3 separate regions of the Mus musculus genome follow, and all the other regions are linked to region 1. A link is a contact called in public HiChIP or PLAC-seq and promoter capture Hi-C data. All regions are on one chromosome and are shown on one strand. The core of a region is the stretch at or near the end of the contact, and the rest is flanking DNA. Distances in the headings are between cores, read along the strand shown. Region 1 holds the start of Pdgfrl (platelet-derived growth factor receptor-like). Region 2 holds the start of Cnot7 (CCR4-NOT transcription complex, subunit 7). Region 3 has its middle 16 kb from the start of Adam24.

Evidence for each region. Promoter capture Hi-C pulls out the DNA fragments that hold promoters and counts their contacts. HiChIP or PLAC-seq counts read pairs in DNA pulled down with a chosen protein or histone mark.
Region 2: an H3K4me3 HiChIP or PLAC-seq map of embryonic stem cells shows a contact between it and region 1, with 4 times the contacts expected there. The contact joins the promoter of Cnot7 here to the promoter of Pdgfrl in region 1. A contact is called at or near these places in 22 of 39 promoter capture datasets (the 3T3-L1 cell line, 3T3-L1-derived adipocytes, the HPC-7 cell line and 12 more), 1 of 484 Hi-C or Micro-C datasets (embryonic stem cells), 15 of 115 datasets of contacts at active chromatin or transcription factors (the SCID.adh cell line, bone marrow-derived macrophages, cardiomyocytes and 5 more) and 5 of 9 other capture datasets (adipose tissue, embryonic stem cells, liver and 2 more).
Region 3: a promoter capture Hi-C map of liver shows a contact between it and region 1, with 4 times the contacts expected there. The contact joins the enhancer-like site here to the promoter of Pdgfrl in region 1. A contact is called at or near these places in 8 of 39 promoter capture datasets (the 3T3-L1 cell line, 3T3-L1-derived adipocytes, cranial neural crest and 4 more), 1 of 484 Hi-C or Micro-C datasets (olfactory sensory neurons) and 7 of 115 datasets of contacts at active chromatin or transcription factors (bone marrow-derived macrophages, embryonic stem cells, hepatocytes and 1 more).

The regions. Positions count from the first base shown.
Region 1 is chr8:40,924,771-40,928,021 of GRCm38.p6, forward strand. Pdgfrl (platelet-derived growth factor receptor-like) reads left to right here and starts at 1,463. Exons shown (of 6, transcript NM_026840.3): 1 at 1,463-1,655. The coding sequence starts at 1,601.
Region 2 is chr8:40,510,287-40,513,537 of GRCm38.p6, forward strand. It overlaps Cnot7 (CCR4-NOT transcription complex, subunit 7), which reads right to left and starts at 1,468. Exons shown (of 7, transcript NM_011135.5): 1 at 1,254-1,468. It overlaps Vps37a (vacuolar protein sorting 37A), which reads left to right and starts at 1,497. Exons shown (of 12, transcript NM_033560.3): 1 at 1,497-1,947. The coding sequence starts at 1,823.
Region 3 is chr8:40,657,522-40,660,772 of GRCm38.p6, forward strand. No RefSeq gene overlaps it. Among named protein-coding and RNA genes, the nearest start is that of Adam24, 16 kb to the right of the region's middle. Within about 2 kb of position 1,775, at least 8 of the 459 cell types and tissues checked have an H3K27ac peak or open chromatin away from gene starts, as enhancers often do. A contact at or near this core is called in hepatocytes and liver, where this site is marked.

The DNA of each region.
Region 1 (3,251 bases), core at 213-2,712:
TGCTGCAAGTATGCAGCCGATAATGGTACGTCTTTATCACCTGATGCTTCCTGGCATTGAAAAGGTCATTTCTTTTTGCCTCATGGAAATTATGTAGCTGGGGTCCTTGTCTTACCCTATGTTACCTTTGATGACTGACTTGGGGAATAGCAAAGATTTTGACATTGCTTCTAAGAACCCCTCAGAGTACGCTGGCAGAAATATGCGCCCAATGGAGTAGAAGCGGCATTAGCAGTAGTTATTTTAAGTAGACATCTTAGTGTTTTCTATGACTAAGATTCTCATTGCTCCTGTTTTGACAAGCACGGGGGCACCCACCTTTAGTTCCAGTACTTGCAGGGTGCAGAGGCAGGTGGATCTCTGTGAGTTAGAGGCCTCTCTATGGTGTGTTCAAGGACAGCAAGGGCAAAGTAGAGAGACCTCAAACAAATAAGAAATGTCTGACTTTAAAAAAATAATAATTTTGTAATCCGTCTTGATTCTATTTAGATGGAAGATTATTTTGAGAAGTTAAATGTCTTTATTTAGGGAACAAGCAAGGAATGCCCAATATTTAGTTTTTTTTTTAAGTTTATTTTTCTAAGCAAATTCTTAATAGTGTGCACTAGTTTGAAGGGATTTTTTTTTAACTAAGTAAGACCAAAAGGAGCAATGAGAATCTTAGTCATAGAAAACACTAAGATGTATAATTAAAATACTATTTAGAAAACAATCCATGGGCAAAAAAATAAAAACCATATAAGAGAAGGACTAACATTTCACTCTGACTTTTGATGGCCCAGGACTGCTAATAATGCTCTTCTCCTCCATTGGGCGCATATTTCCTCCCAGCGTACTCGGAGGGGTTCTTAAAAGGCCTTTCTAGACTTAGGTCCACACTGACAGCCCGCTCTACCGCAACCGGAAGTCCAGTTCTTTCCCCATACTGTTCCCGCTATCTGCTTATCCTCCCGTCTCCTCTCTTCTCTCTGGTTCTCCATTTGTTAAGCTCATACAAGCAGTTGCTGTGAGCCCCTCTGACTGCAGACAGGCAGCCCCGTCCCTCCCCACTATGACAGCTCCTTCACCTGCATAAGATGCGCAGGTTCATCAGGTCCAGGACTAGATGCGCTCTTACCCTGTCTCTGACCAGGCCTAAAAGGAGCAGCCACAACCAACAATATTTTTTAATGCGATAGCAAACCCATTTTTTTTTTTTTTTTTTTTTTTAGTGCAAGTAAGAGAACACCTGGGGACCAAGAGAAACTTAAGACGCACTTTTTTGCTAAGAAGCAAGACCCTACCAGAGAAGGTGGACTGATTCCTGATTCCATCATCTAGGTCACCTTAGGCCTTCCTAGTCATTTGTCTTCCCAGTGCTTGGTAATAGCTCTATCCGTCACCACTCCACCAGGGGGCAGAAGAGATCACATTACACAGGGGAAAAAAATTTTTTTTAATCTTCTTTTTTTTCCCCCAAATTGTGTTTCCCCCAGTGAAACCGAATCCTCCAGCTGTGGTGTCCCAGGCGCCGCCTCCCCTCTGCGCCCCTGCCCTGCCCTGGACAGCCTGTCGCGCCGTCTGCAGTCCTGAACTATTCTGCAGGTCACCAGCCCTGAAGATGAAGTTTTGGCTGCTGCTCGGACTTCTGTTGCTACACGAAGCGCTGGAAGATGGTGAGTGACTCTGGCTTCTGACCGCCTTCGCCCAGTCCGAGATTCTCTCAGCAACTCCTCTAACTTTTGGCCATAGGGATCGTCCCCAGCGCTGGTCACCTTCCGGTGTACCTGGCTCGTCCTAGAAGGGTCCCCTTTCTTCTTTTCCTTTCCCCCATCGCCCTGAAGAACTCCTGTGAAGGCGGCGGTTGCACTGACCGAAAGAGCCTATCAGGACTTCTCTAGCCTTATCAGAAAGCCACAGGCGATCGAACCGATCTACCCCATCTTCCCCAGACGGAGCCTGGTCCAGCCCCCTGTGTCAACGTGTCGGTCTGATGGCGCGCCCGCAGTGGCTCGCTTCCACCTTTATACGACCGATCCTCGCCCTGGACTATTGTAGCCGGTGCCACCTAAGCAAAGAGATTCTTGTGGAAAATTCCCTGTGTGTCTTCCTTCCCCATTACAGTCTTGTTTTGTTTGCTTGTTGTTGTTGTTGTCGTTGCTGTTGTTGTATACCAATCTGAACTAAAATCCTGCTAGATTTGCCTAGGTCTTTTAACAACAACAACAACAAAATGCTGCACTAAACCAATTTAAAAAAAAAAAAAAAAAAACTAGACCGCAGTTATATTTTCCGTATAAATAAGAGGATGGATGGAAACAAAGCCTACTTTTTTTTTTTGTAGCACATAGGAGGGCCTTGCATCATTTAATTTTTTAAATTGCATTTAGTGTGTGTGTGTGTGTGTGTGTGTGTGTGTGTGTGTGTGTGTGTGTGTGTGTGTGTGTGTGTGTTTGGGAGTGTGTATGCTACAGCAGACTTATGAAAATCAAAAGGCACCGTGCAGGGGTGAGCTTCCTCCTTGCGCTATGGTAATGAAAAGGAGCCACTTCACCAACCACTACATCACTTTAAAAAATGTTTATTTGAGATGTGTACCTGCCCTAGGTCCATCCTGTATTGTAGACAGATAACCGTAGGATTAGGCTTTATTACGTGTGTGTGTGTGTTTGTGTGTGTGGTTTTTATACACTATACATTTTTTTAAGTACATATCACTGCTAATTATTTTAATTTAATTAATTATTTTATTTCCTGCATCATTTATTTAATCGTTGCTGTTTGCATAGTACATCTGGCGACCGATCTCAAGGCTTCCTTAAAATTCCTCAGTTACTGCCACAAATGTGCTCCTTAGATTTGGTTGAAAAGTGTCTTGCTGTTATGCAATCCCATGCTGGAGCCGGCTCAACCTGGCTTGGGACTGATCCACTCATCAATCCCGACCCTTCCATCCGGGTTTCCATTCTCTAAAGCTACAGTCCTCTGCCTCGAGTATGCAGACGTTCAAGGTGGTGGTGGCTCATGACACTGTGCACGAGGCTCCTTAAGGACAGACTCTGACTGAGTAAATAAAAAAGTGTAAGCAGAGCCTCTGGGGGAGGGGAACAGCAGTTCCCCTTTGCCCTGAGCTCAGTCTGCACAACACGGTATTAAATCGTTCCTGGCAGGTCCTTGTCTCTGACTGCTAAAATGGTGGGGATGCAGTATTTGGAGTCATTTTTGAATAGAGCAGAAGACGGCCAGACAAAACAACTTCAAACAGTCCATTG
Region 2 (3,251 bases), core at 218-2,717, 410 kb before region 1:
ACCTTATTTATACAAAGTTCATGACTCATAACAAAATCAAGTTTTAGACAGTTCCTTTTCTCAAGGTATACAGCTAATATTTAGAGGATAAAAGCACCACACCGCCGATTTCCCAACTGAATATAAATTTCACTAATTAAGATTTGCTCCGAGTTCAATTCACTCCACACAAAACTTTGAACCATTTCAAGCCAAAAAAAAAAAAAAAAATCAACAAAATCAAACGTTTCATAACAGAATGCTTGCTTTTATTCTTCTAACAAAACATTTAAAAATCTTACTCATTCAAAGCAGAGCAGAGGAAACATTTTTCTTAAAAATGTTTTGAAAAGCCATTAGGCAATCTCAGAAACAAATATAGCGGGAGGGAGAAAGAAAGAAAGAAAGAAAGAAAGCAAGCAAGCAGGTAGGCAGGCAGGCAATGAAATGTGTACATTTAAAAATTTCTAATTTCAAAAACTGGCAACCCAAGAGAGACCTCACGTCTCTGCCATCCACACAAGGTTCACGGTATACAATGGTAAGATAATTAATCAGACGGACAGGGACCAAACACACAATAACCCCCGACAAAACCAGCGAGTTAAAAGAGGGTGGCCTGGTGTCCCAAACTCCTAAATGTACGCTGGAGAAAACAAAAGGTGATGCAGGGCACGCCTTCTTTCTTCCTCCCCTCCGTCCTCACACCGGTCCCTACACGCGCTCTACCGACACACTGTACTTTAACCCTGCTTTCCTCCACCCGCTCTTCTCTACTGCGGTCTCAGGGGTCCCTCCAAGGGGCAGCCAAGGCCTTCTCATCCCTGAGGTCGCGCGTCCTCCGTGGGCGAGCAACGTGGAGAGAGCACGGCCGCCTTCATGTCAAGGATAAGTCGCTCGGCTGGCCGCCGGCCAGGAGCAGGGTGCCTATTCGCATGGCCTAGAGCCAGACCGACTACCCCCAAAAACCACTGCCGAGGACGAAAGCCACCGGGGCCCCAAGTAGGCCACCGCCCTCCACTCGCAATTTCCTTCCCACAACGAAGTCCCAGGTACAAAGCGGTGGCGTCATCACTGCGCGCCGCGCCCCTGACAGCCCCCACCCGCCCCCCGCCCGTTAGCACCGCCGTCCCCCCGGGCTCCCCGCCTCCGCCAGTTCCGTCCCACACAGCCACGCTTAGGCGGGCGCCATCGCGCGCGCCAATCTCGGGCTCCCCACTCCCAGCCCCTTTTCCCAAGGCGCCCCAGCACGCCCGGGCCCCCGCCGGATCTACTTGGGTCTCTGAGCTCGCGCTCCTCCTCCTCCTCCTCGCCATAGAGCTAGCACCCGGCGGCGGCGGTGGCGGTGGCGGTACCGGCGGCGGCGGCGGGAGCCCCATAGACGCCTCTCGCCCTGCGAAAGGGGGAAAGGGGAGCTGGAGCGGCGCTCGGCCCAGCGCGGCGACGTCGCTCCTCGCACGTCCCGCCGAGGGCGCGGCCTGATGACGCCGGGCGCCGGGTGGGCGGGGCCCTCCCTCAGGAGGCGGGGCGGGCAGGTGACGAACGCCCCGGCGTTGGAGCAGCTGAGCCGGCAAGGCGACCAGGCCTAGCTAACTGACCCCGGGGTGGTGGTGGCCCGGAGCACACCGGGGTTCCGTCCAGCCGACGAGTCGCCCTTCTCCAGCCGCCCGCAGTGGTAGCTCGGACCCCCGGGGCCAGGGACTCACGAGCGCGGCGTGTGGGAGACGGCGCGGCCCCTGGGCACCCCGTCCGGGCCGTGCTCGATCGCCCGGGAAGCACTGGGCTAAGCGAGGAGCAGCAGGCCAGAACCTTGTAGGGCCTCGGGCCCGGGGACCCGAGGAGGATGAGCTGGCTCTTTCCCCTGGCGAAGAGCGCGTCATCCTCCGCGGCTGGGTCCCCTGCCGGCCTCACCAGTCTCCAGCAGCAGAAGCAGCGGCTGATCGAGTCACTCCGGAACTCCCATTCCAGGTGACGACTGGTGGCTTCGGCCCAGGGTAAAGTAGGACGGGAGGGCGGGCTGCTTGCAAACACACCGTGTGCGAATCCGTAGGCCGCTCCATCAGCTGCCTCCTGTTGATGGGTCTTCCAGTGGGGTTAAGCGCTTGCTTCCCTAGTTTGTGTCCCTGGTGCCCCACCGCTGTTCAGCTCCTCTCTTGACTTGGCTCATCTCCACTGACAAACGGAGTCATCTCTCTTTAATCTGTATACAGCACCCCTAGCTCACACGCTAATTTTCCTTTTGATCTACCTGATTGTAGCATTGCCTTCGAATTGTTAACATGCTAAGAGACAGTTGGAAAGATAATTCCCAACAGTTTTATGAACTGAAAATTTAAACTGTTGCAACGTCAAAGAAAAGGGAAGCCAGTGTTTTTAGTTAACTCTGTCCTGGTGACAATCCTTTTGAGTCTGTAATTAAAGCTCACCCTGTTCCAATAACCTCTTTCTGTCTTGTAATTGTTAGAGTCTTTAGACTTCTCACTTTCTTCTATTTGGCTCCACACTTAGGACTTGCCAGACAACCATCTGCATTATCTGTTGTCTTTTGAGTTTGCTTGTTGTATTGTAGTCAAACTAGAAATACAGGAAATCAGATTATTTCGACTTTTTTTCTTAAATATAAAATTGTTTGCTGCAGTCTTTTTTTTAAATTAGATATGTCCGTGGCTGCTACAGGCTTTCAAATATTAGAGCTGCTTTGCGATATATGGATTTTACAATTAACTAACAGCTTCACAGCACATTTTATAAAGCATATTAGAGATCAACATGATTAAACTCTAGACTTTCAAAAACCTTGTCACATTATACACATTATAATATGTTATACAATATAATTATGTATGTATACATACCTACTCACACATCCATGAGATAATAACATCAAGTTATTGAACACACCATCAAGGGCTATTTTTGTGTTACACATCTATTTTCTTCCCAAGCAAGTAAGCTATAACCTAAAAAAACATTGTCTAAAGAAAAATTCACTACAAAATCAGTTTGAATGAGGCCTGTTGCTGACTGAACTGAGTTTCTTGGTTGTCAACTTCATTTTTGGTTGTAGGAAAGTTTCAAAAAGTCATTTACTGTCTTTTTAAGTAGAAAAGAGTAGCTATCCTTTATTGTTGGTTTCACTGTGGAAAATTCAACTCATAAAGTTGTCCCACTTTGTCGGGTGTGATGGCTTTTCCCCACTCATGGTAAGGTCATGATCCATGCCTGCTCTTAAAGCTTTGGGTTGGCTACACGAGAGAACAAAATAGACTTGT
Region 3 (3,251 bases), core at 525-3,024, 270 kb before region 1:
CTGTTCTTACCCCCAAGAAACATAAAAGGAATACAACGTTTGAATATCTATATCTGAAGACACATCAGAAATTCTTTTGGTCTGTTTTATTATTTCTTCTAAAAATGGTTTTATTTTAGTTTGGGGATTTTCACTTGTTTATTTTGGGGGGCGTGGAGAAGAGTGTCTTCAGAGCCTAATATCATTTGCTCTACAATGAACTATACTACCAACCCCACAATGTACATACACATATTTAAATTTAGATGATCACATTTATTAGAACACAGATAAGAAAACTCAGAAAACTTGATTAAAATTTCATGCTAAGGAAATTGACAAAAAGATCTTAATAACTACTTGAAGGCTATGGAAAGAATTATTTGAGAATACTAAAGGCTGGCCTGGAGAGATAACTTAGCAGTTAAGAGCACTAGCTGCTCTTCCAAAGGACCTGGTTTCAATTCTCAGCACCCACTTGGGAGTCTGTCCCACAGATGTCCAAGAATCTGACACTCTCTTCTGGCCTTTGTGGGTAGTAGGCACATACATGATGCACAGACATACATGCAGGCAAAACACTCATACATATAAAATAGTACAGTAATAATAATACAAAAAGCATGCTTTTTCATGGCACATCTGAGACATTCCGACCCATGCTATTTCATATGTATGTTGAAGCCTAGACATGCCAGGAGAAGACACACACACACACACACACACACACACATACACACGTATATATATGCATATACATATCTATGAATATATATCTCTTTGGATTAGCAGAAAGTAACTGAAAAATCTCAGATCTTTTTGTTTTTATGTTTAACTGTGTATATATTCACTTAACTACATTATCCATGGAGGACAGAAGATGGTCTTAGATTCCCTGGTGCCAGAGTGATAGGGGGTTGTGAGTTGCTCAACATAGGTGCTAGGAACTAAACTTGGGTCTTCCCCAAGAGCAGCATGTGCTCTTAACCACTGAGTCATCTCTACAGTCTGTGGAGACCCTTTTCTGCGACCTCATCTGATCAGTTTGGTGCGTTCCAGGCATTTGTGAGTCTATTACAAACTTTGAGTCCTATCTGAGCCAGAACACATGACACATGGATGCACCATTATATTATTCTCTCCATCCTCCAAGATTTGAGATGCCCTAACACTTAAGATGCAAAACAAAACAAAAACAATCCTACCACCCACACTGGGAAAATGCTCTAAAACATTCTCATTGATCCCCACCTTTCTCTGTAAACCAACCAGGGTAACTTCCCAAAGCTTTCTTTCGCCTCCTGTATGTTAGTTTATAAAGACAATGTTAGAGCCCTGGATTCACTTTCTCTTCAAGATGCAGCCCAAGGCATAACATGAGTACCAAGAGCCGGGTTCCCTCTCCAGATTGCCTGGGTTCACAGCTTCCTAGTGCTCCTTTTCCTTAACCCAAAGGGTTGCAATGCCAGGCAACACTGCAATGTTTCCCGTGGCGTCTGGGTTAGAAGGGGGCACCCCCTTAGGCTGTGATTAAGAGGTAAGCTTTCTTTTCATGATGAGTTTTCTGGGTAAGCAGAAATACCAAGTGAGGCAAGACACATGGGATGCAAACTGTGCTATGAAGCAGGATGGCACCTGACAAACTGTGTAAGTCAATCCCCTTTCTCTGACGATGGTGACACACTGCAGCCTAAATGTCCTCTCCCTCCACGGAATTCCCCCTACACTGACGTTACTACCGTTGAGGGAGCTGATCACCTTTACTGTGTGTATAACCTTGCCTGTTGACGGTCAGGTGACTCTGTTCCAAGTGAACAGTCACTTTAGAGTTTGTTTTCCTTCATTGATCTCCACAGCCAAGGCCAACTGAAAGTGCGTCAAGTGACAAAGCTTTTCGGGATACCTGTGTCACAAGTTGTTTGACACTTTAAGTCAACAGTGATTATTCAATTCCAATTGAGATGTGTGGAAAGCCAGCATGGCTAACCACCTAGTTTTCTGGGGGAAGATTCTAGTGGAAAGGACATTGCTTTTACAAGATAAAACTTTTATTTTGTGTTATGGAAGATTGTACATCTTGTCGGTAACATTCAATGGTGTGCAGCCTTTTCTTGTCATAATAATTATTTTCTAATTATTAGGAGCTAATAACAATCCTCTGATCTTATCCAATGATAACACGATTATTTTTCTAGGTTCATTGGTGGTTTTTCTCTCTTCACCAGAGAACCCCCAAACTATGGTTCTTTTGCACCTTGAAAACTATTTTAAATTATTGAAGAAACTCCCACTGTGCTATTTTGACTTTTATTATAAGAATAAAAATCTAATCCCTTTAGCGAGTGAAATGTTCTACGGGAGAGGTGGATCCATAAGCGGAGACATCAATCAGCCAGTCCTATGAAGAAGGAATCAAAAAAAAAAAGAACAGAAAGTCATCCCTTGATGTTTGTTGTAGTGGATGGACTTAAAAACCTGTCTCGCCATTCCCTGTTCGAGGAAGCAAAAATCAAGGCGGGAAGGGGAGGGTAACAGGGGTGGATAGTGAGGAGGTTGGGGGGTGAAGGGCTGGAGGGATTTCAGATATAAACTCAAAGAAGAATCCTAACATTAAGGATTCTCACAAGAAAGTCGAAAGAAAATAGAGTTTAATCCCAATGGAAGAATCTGAAGTTTGGTAAGTTTTGTAATGTATCTCAATTTTGCTACTTTTTCCTCTGTCTCTTTCCTGCAGGTTCTCAGAGTCTACCTTGTGAAATGTTTTAGGCTAAGAAGAGTCCAGCAACAGCTAACTGAGAGACCTGAATAAAAGGGTAAATTAAAAAAAAGAAAGAGAAAAAGAAAAAGATGAAAACAAGTCTGCTCTGCAAAGTCCGAACCTCCGCATCCCGCGTGGCTCTTCATCAGCATCGGAGATCAAGAGTGTGTTTGTTTGCTCCACAGAAAGAAGCCAGTATGCCCTGAGGGCACTCCAGGTGGATAGTGGCCAACCTGTGATGAGATAGAGGCTACAAAGAATCAATACCTGGAAATCTGTGTAGTACGTAGAGGACAAAACATTCCTGTGGGTTTAGAGACCTTAAAGACTTTTACAGAGAATGAAGACAAACTTTGAGTTGCAGTAAAACCAGGATGTGAGAAATAATAGTCCCCAAAGTATGAAAAATGAGAAAGAGACATCCCAGGTTCAGTTGGAGCTGGGTAGCAGGGCTCCAATGATAACAGTTACAGCCACGATGTTCAGTGCTTCTTTATAAATAGACACCAGGGAC